Regions from separate parts of the Ovis aries genome. Here region 2 is linked to region 1. Evidence: chromatin contacts called from public Hi-C data. All regions are on one chromosome and are shown on one strand. Each heading gives the region's core, a stretch centred on a gene start, on an enhancer-like site or on the middle of the called end of the contact. The rest is flanking DNA. Distances are from core to core; before and after follow the strand shown. Region 1 holds the start of TMEM59 (transmembrane protein 59). Region 2 holds the start of SSBP3 (single stranded DNA binding protein 3).

The links. Hi-C and Micro-C count contacts between places; a contact is called where the count stands out from the background.
Region 2: a Hi-C map of muscle shows a contact between it and region 1, with 4 times the contacts expected there. The contact joins the promoter of SSBP3 here to the promoter of TMEM59 in region 1. A contact is called at or near these places in 2 of 16 Hi-C or Micro-C datasets (muscle and retroperitoneal adipose tissue).

The regions. Positions count from the first base shown.
Region 1 is chr1:28,577,775-28,582,112 of ARS-UI_Ramb_v3.0, reverse strand. TMEM59 (transmembrane protein 59) reads left to right here and starts at 2,473. Exons shown (of 8, transcript XM_012149705.4): 1 at 2,473-2,674. The coding sequence starts at 2,486. It overlaps TCEANC2 (transcription elongation factor A N-terminal and central domain containing 2), which reads right to left and starts at 2,073. Exons shown (of 5, transcript XM_012149815.5): 1 at 1,960-2,073; 2 at 1,229-1,371. The coding sequence starts at 1,330.
Region 2 is chr1:28,907,269-28,911,606 of ARS-UI_Ramb_v3.0, reverse strand. It overlaps SSBP3 (single stranded DNA binding protein 3), which reads left to right and starts at 1,813. Exons shown (of 16, transcript XM_042248427.1): 1 at 1,813-2,310; 2 at 3,310-3,382; 3 at 3,605-3,666. The coding sequence starts at 2,255.

The sequences.
Region 1 (4,338 bases), core at 1,224-3,723:
AGGGCATTTTCAGTCATCACAGTGGGAGGTGCTACTGGCATTTAGTGTCTGAGGGCCTGAGATGCTCAACTTTGTAAAACTCACAGGACGGTTTCAAATGATGAAGAATTATATTGCCCGAAAGGACAACAGTGTTTGTTTGAAGAAACTCTGACATAGGCCAACAGAACCCAGGGTCTTTGTTTACACTTCCCTATATTGCTTTCTAATCTGGGTCTGGTAAACCTGTGGTATATCTAGAAGTCCAATGGAGTACTTAAGTCAAGTACTCAGAAGGCCCTCCACACCATCACAGTCTTTGTAAATTTTTCTCTAGCCCCTGATCCCCCTCTCTTCAGAGACCTAGGCCAGAGGTGCAAGTTTGGCAGTCATCAGCATGGCAAGCCTTAAGATGAATAAGATTACCCTGGCCAAATACATAAAATGTGACAAAGCTCTGCAGAGCACAAACATTAGCAGTCTAATGGAGAAAAGAGGAAGCAATAAAGGAAATCAGACAGAAAAAGTCTGTAATGTAGAAGGAGAGGTTCCAGATGACAAAGGGAACTAATTGCAAGCAGTTTTCTGCTTGTTTTTAGTGAAGTAACTTGTTGTTCACTCGCTAAACCGTGTCCAACTCTTTGCGACCCCATGAACTGCAGCACTCCAGGCTCGCCTGTCCTTCACTATTAAGTGAAGCAATAATTACCATTAATTACATTACATTCATTGATTCACTGTTAGTTGTTTATACTGTATTCATGATGCCTTGCCTCTTCCTTGCCAACATAAGTCAGACAGTTTGAGGCTGCAAAGAGTCCAGTTTAACAGTCTCTTTTTCAGTCTTAGATGTGGCTATGAAGGCCACGTGATACAGTTCCAGTCAATATGCTATGAGGGGTGGTATCATCATCCAATCTTACTGAGTTTGTACAGGGTACACAAATCATATTTGGTACTTGAACATTCCATTTAATAGACAAGAACATCTTGCAAAAGAAGAATAATTTCAGAGGATATATCCTACCAGTTAGTGAAACATACCACAAAGCTAAAGTAATTAGAAGGGTGTAACAAAGGTCCAGAAATTGATAGTGTATGGGGGAAACAAATTTGGAGCAGTCAGGAGCACGGTGGGGAGGAAGCACAAAAATAAGGAATTCATAGGTCTTCCACAGTAGAACTCCTCCAGACCTCCTTGCCATCCCAGTCCTTTGCACATTTTCTCCACTCCCAGATCCCCTCTCACCTTCAGAGATTCAATGGTGGCCTGCTTGTAAATCTTTCCTCCAGGATCTTTCTTCTGAGGACTATTCTGGATTCTGGGTGTTCGAATGACGAATTTATCCATTCCTAGGGGACTCCAACTACCTTCACGTGCTTTACCGTGTTCTGCTCAACAAAGAAGGCAGGTTCTAAAATGTCACCAGAACTTCAGTGATGTGTGCTCCCTAAAGTGACATAATTGGGTCCTACATACTCTGGAAGCATTCTTGAATTATTAGGACTCTTGGATGGAATTTAAAATAAGATTTCCTCTTAAAAATCTTCCTAAAAACTGAAAATTGTATACAATGACCGGTCTACTTCCTGAATTAAGAGGTACCTAGTGCACACTGTAAGGGGGCTCTTCCATCTTAGGTTGCGTTGTGGTAGGGTTAGCTTTCCCCCAGGTTCAGTGAAGCTCTCTTAACAAATACCCTACCATAGCCACAACCCCAAGTGTTCCTCTTGTAACCAATATTCAACAACCTCCTCCAGATGTCAGCAGGGTCCTCACAACAACCAGTCATCTCCAGGAAATGCTCCACGGTCAAAGGACCCTAAAGACTGTCCTGCTCTAATCCCATAGCAACGGGAACCACCACCTTCCTCTGCCTTCAGCACTCAGGAGCCCGGGAAGGGAAAGGCTAACGATGGCACGTGAGACCCACCAGGAAAAGCAGCCCTGCCAAGCAGCTGGGCCTCTCCGGCACGCACCCTCTGAGGGCCCCAAGCCTGGGCCTTATGGGGTCGGAACACCTTTCAGGGCTGGCAGTTTCTCGGTAAAAGCTCCGCCAGCCAGCTGAAGTCCAAGGCCAATCAGCGGAGGTTGGGGGGAGGGGGGACGGCTCGAACCAAACCACATTCCCCAGAATACACCGCGAATGGGCAGGCTCGGGAGCGCCTAGGGCAGCTGGTAGTTCCCCGAGACCAAGTTCCCCAACCACCGTGCGCCTCCCGCTTGAAGAGAACTACATGCCCCAGCATGCCTCGCAGAGGGAGGAGTCGTTTCGCTCTAGTACTCGCGATGTTTGGATCCACTTCCTCTCGCCAACCTAGAAGTTCGTAGACCTAGAGGTGGGGCGGGAGGCGGCAGTTTCGGACGGGTCAGGGCGGAGCTGAGAAGACTACAGAGGCGGAAGCAGCGGCCCGCGGGGCGGGGAAGGGGCTGGTCCCGGAAGGAGGAGGAAACCTTGAAAAGAAAACAGCAACAAGCTGTGCTGCTGTGACAGAGGCAAACAAAATGGCGGTGCCGAAGGGGACCCTATGGCTCAGGGCCCAACTGGGGATCCCGCCGCTGCTGCTGCTGGCCATGGCCCTGGCCGGAGGCTCGGGAACCGCTTCGGCTGAAGCGTTTGACTCGGTCTTGGGTGATACGGCGTCTTGTCACCGGGCCTGTCAGTTGACGTATCCCTTGCACACCTACCCCAAGGTAGGGCCCGTCCGAACCGGGCTACAACCCTTCCCTGGCCGCCCATCTTTCCGCTCTCCCGCACCTCTGTCGTTTCTGGGAGCCTGACTGTTGAACCCTCCCTTCAACCTTTGTCTCCCATCTCTGTGGCCCCTTTTTTCTTCCCTAATGCTACCCGCATCCCGCTCCTGCTGTAATTACCGGAAGTTTGTGCCGCACCTACCCTGTAATAGGTCGGGGACAGAAAAATAAGTAAGACACGACCTCTTTTTTCCTGAGGCTTTACGGGGAAGGGTGGGGAGGAGGATCCAGATGATTAATGCAGGTTCCTCACTTTCCATGGATGGCGGGGCGGAGGTGGGGGCAGTTGCAGATACGCCAGTCCACTGAAAGATTAGTTCTTAACCCCCTCTTCCCATAGCGCCTCTCTGGGCTGGAAGCCTGTAGTCTGTACCTGGAGTGAGACAAGTAGATAATTCCACCATAGTATGAAATGTATTAAGGAGTTGGGAGACACTCAAGAAGGGCTTTCCGCCTATGTTGAGTAACTGTGTGCTAGGTGCTGACACTGGGACTGGGATAGCTTAGAGAAAAAGCAGTTAGGTTTCTACATTCGGAGAACTTACCTTTCGGTGCAGCAGAAGACAGGGAGGGGACTAGTAGAGTGGGAAAGAAACGAGACCGGCCCTCGCCGCGGATCACATATTACGAAGAGTGTGACCCTTCCTCCCCTCCTTGTCCGCCCCTAGGTGCAGCCTTTCCTTTAATTCCATTCCACTTCTCAAGTTGTTTTTGCAGCTTGAAAACTGTTGACTGAGCATCCTAAATTGCGTGGTTTGTCCCCCACCCTTCCAAATATGTGATTTCGGTATAAGCCCCGCCCCGCACACCACTGGCTTTCTTTATAACAGCTTGTGCTGGTCTTTCTACCCTTGTTTTTACTTTGTCTTCCCTATAATATGTGCTTAACCAAGTGGCTAGGCCTCTTTGCTCTCTCAAACTACAAAGTGACTAGGAGGAGACGTTTAGGATGTTTCTTATTGGCAAGTGCTTTCAGGCTTTTGAAATGAAAAGTTCTAGATGCTGTTTCTGCCCATATGTCTGTTTACTGCTGGGTTTTACATTGCTTGAGGATTATCAATCTTCCAGAAAAAGTGTGGGAGAGGGGATTATCAAGTTATCAGAGACAAATATATTATTAGCAATCAAGAGAGAAAAATGGGGAATTCTGACTTCTAACCTTTTAAATCAATGTGTACTGCTCCTGAATACATTATTTTCTTCTCTTTTTATAAACCACTCGTAAGTAAGAGGATTGTATGAGGAAATTAATAGTGATTTGACCTGGAATTGGGCAGATATTTATTTTGTATCTTTTTAGTGTTTAGATGTACTGGCCTTCCCTCCCACCCACCCTCGCCCTTTTTTTTGAGATTTTCCTAGCATATTTGTAGTTACTTGAGTACATATGCTGGAGAATAAGCAATTTAAAAGGCTAGACATTTCTGGAACCTCTGAATACTTTTATAATATCCACTACTTTCTAACAATTGATGTGATATCTATAAATCTTTCTTTTTCAGTAAAGCTATTCTTCCTAGGAACTCTAAATCACCTGGTTTCCTGTCCTGGACTTAAAGTTTACAAACTGCCTGCTGTCTTATTAGCCAGTATGATGGGAGATT
Region 2 (4,338 bases), core at 564-3,063, 330 kb before region 1:
TCCCCTATCGTTGTATTTCAAGTCCCTCCCAACCTCCATGCTTCCCTCATTCACAAAACAACCTTTAAACTAGGAGCTAGCACACAGACAACCAGAGACTAGGAGTGTTTTCTTTTTTCTACCTCCTTTCCCTGCAAGCTCTAGGTCCCAGCAGAGAACAGAGTGCGTCCAGAGTCATTGGTAGGGCCTGGCTGTATTCTAATTTAGGGAAGCTGTTACACTGAGTAGAACATTATTCCAAAAATGCACCCAGAGTCTCCTTCCTGAACCAATGCCGTCTATTTGCTGCAGGGGCATTTCTTTTTAAAGCCCCTTCTTCTCTCATCGACAAATCAAAATAAGCAAACTTTAATGGTAGTGAATTATCCCTTATTTTGTTGAATCTAGTTCTGAGTTTTCCTACTTGAAACATGTTTTCCCCAGGACACTGACCTATCCTTTAATTGTTTGGTGCGAGGCATGTTAGGGGGAGGGGCGTTACTTGTTTATTGGAACAGCGCAGTTAAAAAAAAAAAAATCAACCTAGGCTAACAGTTTCAAGGCTCCCCTAAAGATGTATCCAAACAGGCAGCCAATCAGCGCTTACACAGCTTTTTCTGCTTGACTCTTTTAAAGAGACAGTGTTTTATCACATTTAAAGAGAACCGCGCTCTAAAAACAGTCTGAAAATGGGGGAGTCTTGCCCTGTTTGGTTGGTTTCTCGTCATAAGAGTGTCTAATGAGGGACACTCAGTGTGTCCTCGGGTTCTCGGCGTGGGCAAAAAGGAGTCAGGAGCAAATAGCTGGGTCACTCTGCCAGCCCCCTTCAATTTCCCATTGTACACCTGGGTCACTGACAATGGAAGCTTCCCCTCCCCCCACGGCTGGCTCTCGTACCCCACTCCCCAATTTAGCTCCATTTATTTGAAGTTTGCAGATTTCTGTGACGCGTATTCCGCGCAGCGGGGCGCCCAGGTGACAGCCCCCTCTACCCTGGAATGGCACCATCTCTCCCGGAGAAGCCGAGGGGCTAACTTGCTAGGGCGGGCAGACCTTGGAAATTTGGGAGCAATCACTCTCCCTTCTCTTAGCTCAAGTCTTCAGTCCCTTCCCCCAGGTTCCCCAAAGCAGGCCAAGGGCCATTTTCGCGCGACTCCACTTTGGGGTTTTCCAAAGTATTTTAATGATCTAGTAAAGGAGCAGCCGCGCGCCTCGGCGCCGGCTCGAGCCGCCCAGCTCCCAGCGTGGAACCCCGGGCCCTGCGCTCCGAAGCCAGACTAGGCGAGAGGGAGGACCACGGGCGGGGCGGCCAAGGGTGGGGGCGAGTGGAAGTCTGGGGAGGGGGTTGGGGTCGGAGCCCACGGGAAGGGCAGGCGAGGGGGAGGGGGAGATCAGGGCTGGGCTGGCGCGGGCTGAGGCGGGGGGAGGTGAGGGGCAGATAAGGGAGAGGGACGTGGCGGGAGGGAGCCGGCGGTGCTCGGCTCAGGGGTCCGCGCCCCCTCCCCTCCGACTATGCCGCAGAGCCCCCCGCCCCCCACCCGCTCCCCAGCGGTCCACGCCGCGGAGACCGCGGGTCGGACCCCCTCTTCGCGGGTGCCAGGAGACTAGAGCTCCCCCTTCTCGATTCGCGTCCTCTCCCTACATCTAGAGAAAACAGAGGCTCGCGCCCGCGGACACCCCCAGTTCGCCCGCAGAAGCAGGGACAGCGGCTCCTCGGTGGCGGCCTCAGCGGGGACTGCCGCGGCTGGGCGCTGACAGGGCGTCCCTCCCGGGCCGCCCTGGGCCCGCCCCCGCGCGCAGATTGGCCGAGGCACCAATCAATCGCGGGACGTTGACGCCCGCCTCGATCCCTCGCCGGGGTAGCCACGTTCGGTTGAGCTCCAAGTAGACCAGCGGCGGCGGCGGCGGCAGCGGTGCAGGAGGCGCAGAGGGCGGCGCAGGCGGAGCCGGGCGGGCGGGCGCGCGAGCGAGCCAGCGGGCAGCCGGGCCGGCGGGCGAGCGGCGGCGGCGGCGGCACCGGCACTCCAGGCCGAGCCGGCGCAGGAGGAGTTCCAGGGCGATGGGGCCGCGGCCGGGGCTGACGCTTTGACAGCTGGAAAGAGCGCGGAGCCAGCGCCTGGGGGGGAGGGAGGGGAGCGCGGCGAGGAGAGCGCGAGCGAGTGTGCGAGCGAGCGCCGGGGAGGGGGCCGGGAGCGAGGGGGCAGCTCGGGAGCAGCCGGAGCGGTAGCGGCGGCGGCGGCGGCGAGGAGGCTCGGCGTCCTCTTCTCTGCAAACCATGTTTGCCAAAGGCAAAGGCTCGGCGGTGCCCTCGGACGGGCAGGCTCGGGAAAAGTAAGCCCTATTTTCCAAGTGGCGGCCGCGCCGCCGCCGGGCTGCGGGCGGGTGGTGGGAGGCAGGTGGGCGGGCGGGGGCTGCTGCGCTCCGGGCCCCGGCGCCGCCAGCCTGGCCCCTTCCCGAGGCCGCGGCGGGCGGCGTGGGAGAGCCCATTGTTGGGAGCCGGCTGAGGTTGGGGCGTCGGGGGGCGCCGCCGGGGAGGGGGCATTTGGTGGCCCCGGGGCGTGCCGGGCGCGGGGGCCCGCGGAGAGGGGTGGGCGAGGTCCTGCGAGCCAGCCGGGGCATCCGCCCCGGCCGGGGAGCTCGCGGCGGTGACCGCACTTTGCCCACCGGGCGCGAGCAGGGGGCGCGTGGCTTCTTGCAGCCCCGAAGGCTCCTTTTGTCCGCCCGCGGCTTGAGGAGTGCGTGGCGGGGGCTTTGTTCGGCCAGGAGCGCTCTGCCTTCCCTGCCCTCGGCCCCACCGCCGGCCCCGCGCCCTCCGGGGCGCCGGGCTGGGCAGGGACAGCGGCGCCGGCTTGGCCCTAGCTTGGGGGACAGTTGTTTTGGGGGGAGGTGGTGAGGGCGGCGCTTTGCTGCCCTCTCCAGAGCGCGGAGCACCCCGGAGTCCAGGACTGAGTCTCCCCGGACCCTCAAAACTGGGGAGAGGGTGGGTTGGTGGCAAGGAGTAGGTCGGGAAAAGAAGCGAGGCTCTGGGGTCGGGCGGTTTGCGAGTTTGAGAGACCTAGGTGGGTTTGGTCCCGACGCTACTTGGAAGTTCAAGTTCGGGGGCTGCTCTTCAGCCCCCGCGGCTTGAAGTAAACGCGTCTCCTGGTACCCACCCCCTAACTGCTCGCACCCTTGGCCCCAGGCAGGACCAAGCTAGCTGCTCACCTCTGGTCGGGGCCACAATGGGACAGCACGGACAGGGTTGGAAGCCGGCTGGTATGGTCCAGGAGCGAGCACCAGTGTGATCTGACGCCTTCCCTCTCTCTCTGTGCCCCCCTGCCCACTCTCCAGGTTAGCTTTATATGTCTACGAATATTTACTGCACGTAGGAGCACAGAAGTCTGCACAGACCTTCTTGTCAGAGGTGAGTGGAACTCCCCCAGTCATCCAGTTCTTGACACCCCCTCCTCCCCATCGTTCTTAAAGCCTTTGTTTTCTGGAACAGCCACTGTGGCCACCATTTTGAATTTTTATCACCTTTTGGCATTTATTGTTAGTTGGTCTTCACAGCCTTTTGGCTCCGGGAAGCCCCCAGCCCACCCCTTCCTTCTGCTGCCCTGAGCTGTCTCTGTTCTCTCCATTCTAGATTCGATGGGAAAAAAACATCACGTTGGGAGAACCGCCTGGGTTTTTGCACTCGTGGTGGTGGTAAGTTTGTGATAGTTTTGTGTGTGTGTGTGTGTGTTTTGTTCTGAGCCCCCCGGGGTCCAAGTGAACAAAGACAGGGGGTCTGGAGCAGGCTCCCTGTGCTTTAGTCCTCAGCATTGTAGAGAGCAGGGTGCCTCTGGGCCCTCAGACCAGGACTGGCAGAAAAGGGAAAGGGCAGCAGAGGTCGATGCATAAAGTTTCTGCCTCCTCTTTTCCCACTGGTGAGAACCTACTAATCATGCCTAGTGTTGCAATAGAAATGCCTTACTTTTACATCTCACTCTGAAGCAGTAAGCACGGACTTGGAAAAAACCTGAAAGGATTTTTGTCAATTCTGCATGCTGCTTTAATTAGAGGGAGTGGGGGTGGGGCAGGACCGGTGGCTGGGATACCAGGTCTGTTTTACAACTGGCCTGTCCCTTCCTTTTTCCTCTATAAGCGAAACTTTGAGAGAAAGATCCATGGGTACCTTTTCCAGGCACCCTGAGAAAGAGCAAGAGGAGGCTGCCACTTCCTTTAAAGATACTGATTCAGACTGACTGGATGTTCCCGCCCCCAAACCCCCACCCCTCTAAATAGCCCTGAAACCTCCAGGTTTCATTTTACTAAGACCTGGCATATGCCTGTCGTTGGTAGTTGGGGGCTGTTTCTGTGACCCTCTCCCCAGGCCCC